2 separate regions of the Cricetulus griseus genome follow, and region 1 is linked to region 2. The links are chromatin contacts, called in public Hi-C maps. All regions are on one chromosome and are shown on one strand. Each heading gives the region's core, a stretch centred on a gene start, on an enhancer-like site or on the middle of the called end of the contact. The rest is flanking DNA. Distances are from core to core; before and after follow the strand shown.

The links. A called contact is a pair of places that touch in the nucleus more often than the background predicts.
Region 1: a Hi-C map of liver shows a contact between it and region 2, with 2.7 times the contacts expected there. The contact joins the promoter of Apmap here to the enhancer-like site in region 2. A contact is called at or near these places in 6 of 8 Hi-C or Micro-C datasets (the CHK-Q cell line, the CHL-YN cell line, the CHO-K1 cell line and 2 more).

Annotation. Positions count from the first base shown.
Region 1 is chr6:29,089,377-29,092,076 of CriGri-PICRH-1.0, forward strand. Apmap (adipocyte plasma membrane-associated protein) reads left to right here and starts at 1,322. Exons shown (of 9, transcript XM_027421564.2): 1 at 1,322-1,477. The coding sequence starts at 1,386.
Region 2 is chr6:28,946,116-28,948,815 of CriGri-PICRH-1.0, forward strand. No RefSeq gene overlaps it. Among named protein-coding and RNA genes, the nearest start is that of Entpd6, 3.0 kb to the left of the region's middle. Within about 2 kb of position 1,371, at least 1 of the 6 cell types and tissues checked has open chromatin away from gene starts, as enhancers often do.

The DNA of each region.
Region 1 (2,700 bases), core at 72-2,571, 140 kb after region 2:
TAATAGGCTTCTGGGGACAGGTCAGGAATGGTCAAAGAGCTTCCCAGAGAGAAAGATGCTCTGGGGATTGAAGAAGAGATTTTCAGCAATGATACTTGAAGTAGATTCTGGATTATAAAAAAAGGTTTAGGTGGAGGTGAAAGAAAAATGTATCATAAGGAAATAAGAATAAATATGACAAGGTCAGAGACATGGAATCAGAAATGGCAAGCTATCCAGGCAAGCAGGAAGGTGCCAGATCACACATTTGTTAAAATTACCCATGATACTGTCTGTCTTCAATGATGGAATCAAGTAGAATGGTGTCAAGGCCTGAATTATATAACCTGGGATCCCTACAGAATTGGGTGTTAAGAAATCTCCACTTCCCTCAAGCGAGAAGAAAAGTAGAACATTAGGGTGGCATTCTAGCGCCATCTCGTGTTGAAGATAATGGCATGTATGCTTTTGCAAAACCTCCAAAGTGTAGCAAGAAAATTTTAGTGGCTGCAGTTTGAACACGTGTATCCTAGAGATCATTCCCAGTGCCGTAAAGTGACAGGACTTTGTGTCTTCCGCCTGAAAGGTTTCTCTTCCTTGCCTTTCCCTCCCAATCCTACCCTCATATCCCATTCCTTCACTGGTCAAATGCTTCCACAAGGTCAAGTTTCTTTCTTTAAAGCCACCACTGTATTACAATTTACATTTATTGAAGTCATGGCTCCCATTAGTTCCAGAAAGGAGGGGCTTTATCTGTGGTGTGCTCACCTCGGCTGCTGGAGCATGTTTGATTCGTTGTAATGCTGTGGACGCACCACCTGCTGCTTGCTTCATGATTCCTAGAGTTTTGTTATTAGCGGTCTTTTCTGCTTGGTCCTGTCTTTACTTAAAGATAACTCCCTTTAGAAATTCAAATGTCTGTTGTATAACCACTTTTAGATCTAGTAGTCAACATCTGATCTTAACCAAAAGGAAACATTTTGAACCTTTGCGGAAATCGTTTCAGAAAAGAGTGATTTTCAGGTGGGGATTATTGCACTCCAAGGGGATGGACGCGTCATTTTTCACACAGTTGGTGAAGAATCAGTGGCATCCTCTCTTTTCACGCGTGTTACTGCAGACATCAAGGCCAGCACACAGACGTGAGGGAGACCCCGGCTGCGGCCTCAGCATCCAGGCTTGGGATGAAGGAGAACCTTCACCGTTCTCCAGCGGCCGTTCGCCAAGGCTGGGGGGGTGGTGACACGCCGCGGTGCCAATCTCCCGAAAGGGGCGGGGCCCCCATGCATCTCAGCCGCTAGGCGCACGTCATTTCCGCGCGCCGGGGTGTGTGTGCGTGGGGCGGTTCTGGAACCCGTGCTGCTGAGTTCCGGCGGAGGCGGTGGCGCCAGTCATTCGTTTGCAAGATGAGCGAGGCAGATGGGCTGCGGCAGCGCCGGCCCCTGCGGCCGCAGGTCGTCACGGACGATGGCCAGGCCCCGGAGGTCAAGGAGGGCAGGTAGGCCGAACCTGAACGGGGACCATCCTCTCCGTGGACGAGAAGCCTCTTCATTAGCCCCACTTTGACCGAGGTCCGGGGTTCTGACCCAAAGGAGGCATCTGCGGGGCGAGGCCTCGCGCGCACCCGGGCTGTCCGCCCTCGCGTTGCTGCCGGCCTTCCCTGTCCCTCCTCGCACCCCAGCCGCTGGAGTCATCGCCTTCTGGCATCTTCCCGACTTGTCCTTGCTGGATCCTCTGTTACTCCTGGGACAGCCGCCCGGCCACTGCCCAGCCTGACACTTTCCTTGAAGGGGAGTCAGAAAAGATGCGGGGTCTCTCTCCTGCGAAGATCCTCTTCTGCACCTACTGTAGGTGCAGTCTGTAGTCCTCACCTCGGAGAAGAGAACCGACATGACATTGTTGGCAGTTTTTCTGATAGGGACAGTAGTTACTGACGATTAGTAATTCTCTAAAGGGTTTTCCCCCCTTTTGGCCCCACTCTTACAGTATTTAAGAATGCTCTTATTAGCTAAAGGCTAAGCATGCTCCTTAAGCCCTAATATAAGACATTTAAAATTCATTTTTCAGGCTTTTTTTTTTTTGAAATTTTAGATCAGCCTCCAAGTTGTGGAATTAACTTATGTGCTAGAAATATTGATAGTATTTACTTGGTCACTAGCAGTGTGGTACATACTGGATGACAGACAGTTTTTTGCTTCTGATGGTGAGCTTTATTGACTATGATAATAAGATGAACATAAAACATGCTTTGGCTTTGGAAAGGAGTTTGTTGAGGAACAGGAAAGTGCTAGTATGGGTCTTGACTAGGGAGATCAGCCATTTTAGGTTGCTTTGAGGTCCCTTTTTCTAGGACTCACCTTGCTAAATGTGGGTAGATTTGGAACAAATTGTTCACCCTGCTTATTGTGGATATTGTGAAGTAATTACTAGTGGCTGGTGAGTCTTTAGGATGGACAGGCAAAACGGCAGAAACTAGGAGAAGAAGGAAAAAGGATGGAGCAGTTGAGGGCCCTACTCAGGTACAGTGTTTTGAAGCCAGGGCACCCTGTACATGGGGACCCTTGGTAGATGGGCCCAACATTTAGAACAGCTGCTGTGACACTTCTGATCCCCAGGCAAAGGGACATATTTAATTATATTTTTTCTTTAGTTTTCTGTGGGGACTACTTCCTTAATGACTACAAATTAGATCCAAAATTGTCTCTTTCCACCTGATTTTTT
Region 2 (2,700 bases), core at 121-2,620:
TTGTCAGTAGCTAAGGCACTTGCAGGAAGGACCAATCACTTTTCTGCAGCCATATTTAACGCCCAGTGGTGGCAAACTGATCAGACTCCCCAAAGGCTTGTCGAGGAAAACAACTCAAGCTTAGTTACAGAACAGGGTTTTAAAAACAAACAAACAAATAAATAAACAGACAAAAAAGCAAGCAGCAGGCAGAAGTAAAGCCAAGTGGGAAATAAGCAGAACAGGAAGTGGCACACAGAGGCAAACAGGTGGCTTGGAGAGGTTCACTTCCTGTCAGGTAGACTGGAGTCAGAGAACGTAGCAGGTGTGGCATTAGGAGGGGAGGAGGGGACGAATGATCTCAGAACTAAGCTCCCTCTGATTTGAACTGGCAGCAGCCAGAGTTTTCCTGGTATGCATTAAAGTACAGGAACCAAGCCATGATTGCAAATGACTGCTGCACACGCTAAATATGTGTCCCAAAACAAAGACCACTAACGAAGTACCACCAATTTCTTCTGGTAGTTGTAGAAAATCTTTTCTTGGAGAAAAGAATAAACCCTATACATGAATGGCCCTGTAATGTCTTTTGCAGGCTGCTGCCATGCCTCCGTGGGTGGGTACCTACCTCAGACTAAGTATACAAAGAGCTGTGTGCCTCTCACGTTCTATCTATGAGCCTCCAGAAGGGCTCAGATACACACCACATTAGCCTACACTCCTCCCCAGGGCAGAAGGAGAGGGACGAAAACCCCTCAATTTTTTTAGACTTACCATTATGCTTGCTGAATTTTTCAAGGGCTACATTGTTAATTCACTGGTAACAGGGATAGGGAAACCTCCCCTCAATGCTATTCAGCCCCCTCCAAGGCTCTGCAGTGCCCCAAGAAAACCCCTGTAATCACATTCATCTACCTCTCCCTGGGAAAATCTCCTTCGTGGGTGTCTGAGATGTTCTTATTGTGGCTATGAAGACTTTGCTATACTCCCTGTGATGTAGGATGTATGGCTTACCACACACGACCGTGGGGTACAAGTGCCTGGAGAGATATAAAAGGCCCAGGTATTTTCAGGCGCCTGATTCCTTTGGACAGATTCAGTGTGTGAAGGGCTGTGTTTGCTGTAACCTACTCAGCAGTGTAGCCTCAAAACCGCCCAATTACTTCCCGCTGCTCCCGTTCCCTCGGATTCTCCACCCATATACATTCTGGGTGTCTACATCAGGACCTCTCCCTCCTTTAGCCTGAAGCACCTGTGGCCACACATCAACTTAGGCAGAACCACCCCGACCCCTGACAGGCTTTTCTGGGTCACCATCGGCCCCACCTTCTGAACACAGGACTTCCTCAGTTTCCTGAGCCCCCTAGCTGGACTGTGCAGCGTAGGAGGGGTGGGGCCTAGGCCTAGCTCCGCTAGGGGCGGGTCAGCACACACCGGGCGGCCGAATGAATGGATGGATGGCGCAGGGCAGTGGGCTGCTCTCGGGCAGAGACCCCTGCTGCTTGGCCTACAGCAGTGTAGCTCACAGCACCGCCCGAGTACCACCGTGTAGTGGAAACGTGCAAGGACCACGCAGAGGAACGAAAATGCAAGGACCGGGAGCGCAAGTGACCCTGAGGTCACCCCCCAGGAGCTGCCGCCTGGCACAGGGAGGTGCCAGGCACTTGAACCCGCATCACGGGGAACTCTGTCACTCGCGCTTTGGGAGACCCATCGCACTCAGTCATCCCGGCAAGCACACCCCGCTGGCCCCGCTTACCCTGCACGGCGCCCTCAAGCCCCTCGGCGGAGGCAGTGACGTCCCCGGAGACAGAGGGCGACCACCCACCAAGGGCTCAGCTCTCCAGTCCTGCTCCGCGTCAACACAGCCTTTACGCGTGGAGCCCGACCTAGCAGAGCCCGAGAAGCGGTCCCCGCCTACGTGCACTTCGCGTCACCAGGTGGGCTGGACGGCATCGATGCGCATGCGCCGCGGTGCTTGCAGTACGCACGCGTAGTAGCCAGGTGCTCATCCGGTGTGTTTTTCTTCTGCTGGTAGAGGGTACCCGGCAATCAGTCAGAATCTGGTTGCTTCTTGGCTCCTTCTGAAAAGTCCTCGCGACGTGGCAGAACGGAACCTCGTCTTGACTGGTGTACGAGTTCCTTCACTCTCATCCATCACCTTGTCTGTCCTTCTGTAGGCTTTCCCCCTGGATCGCTCCACGTTCGAGTTGCTTCCTCCTTTACCTTCAAGGGAATACGTGATAAGATATGCATTCATGATAGTGAATGCAGTGCCATCAAACCTCCTTTATCTTGATCATAGTTTTTGATGTTCTCCTACAAGCCACAGGTTGCCAGCTCCTAACTGCAGTGAGACCCAGGATATATATGCCCCTAGGTCATCTGTCTGAATGTCCATCAAGTTGGTTGTCCTTTTTCCATCAGACCAGGGCTCCTCGTCTGCCTGCCCGCGTGATGGCATCTGTACATTGATTGAGGTACAGGGGCGTTGATTCTGGTCCTGAAGGACTTCCCTGTGTCGGCTGGGAAAGCCTAGAAACAAGGATTTTTTTTTTTTTTCCAAGACAGGGTTTCTCTGTAGCTTTGAAGCCTGTCCTGGAACTCGCTCTGTAGACGCTGGCCTCGAACTCACAGAGATCTCCTTGTCTTTGCCTCCCGAGTGAGTGTGCAAGGATTTCTAATGGTCAAGTCAAGGCACTTGGGACTTAGCGGGTGGGT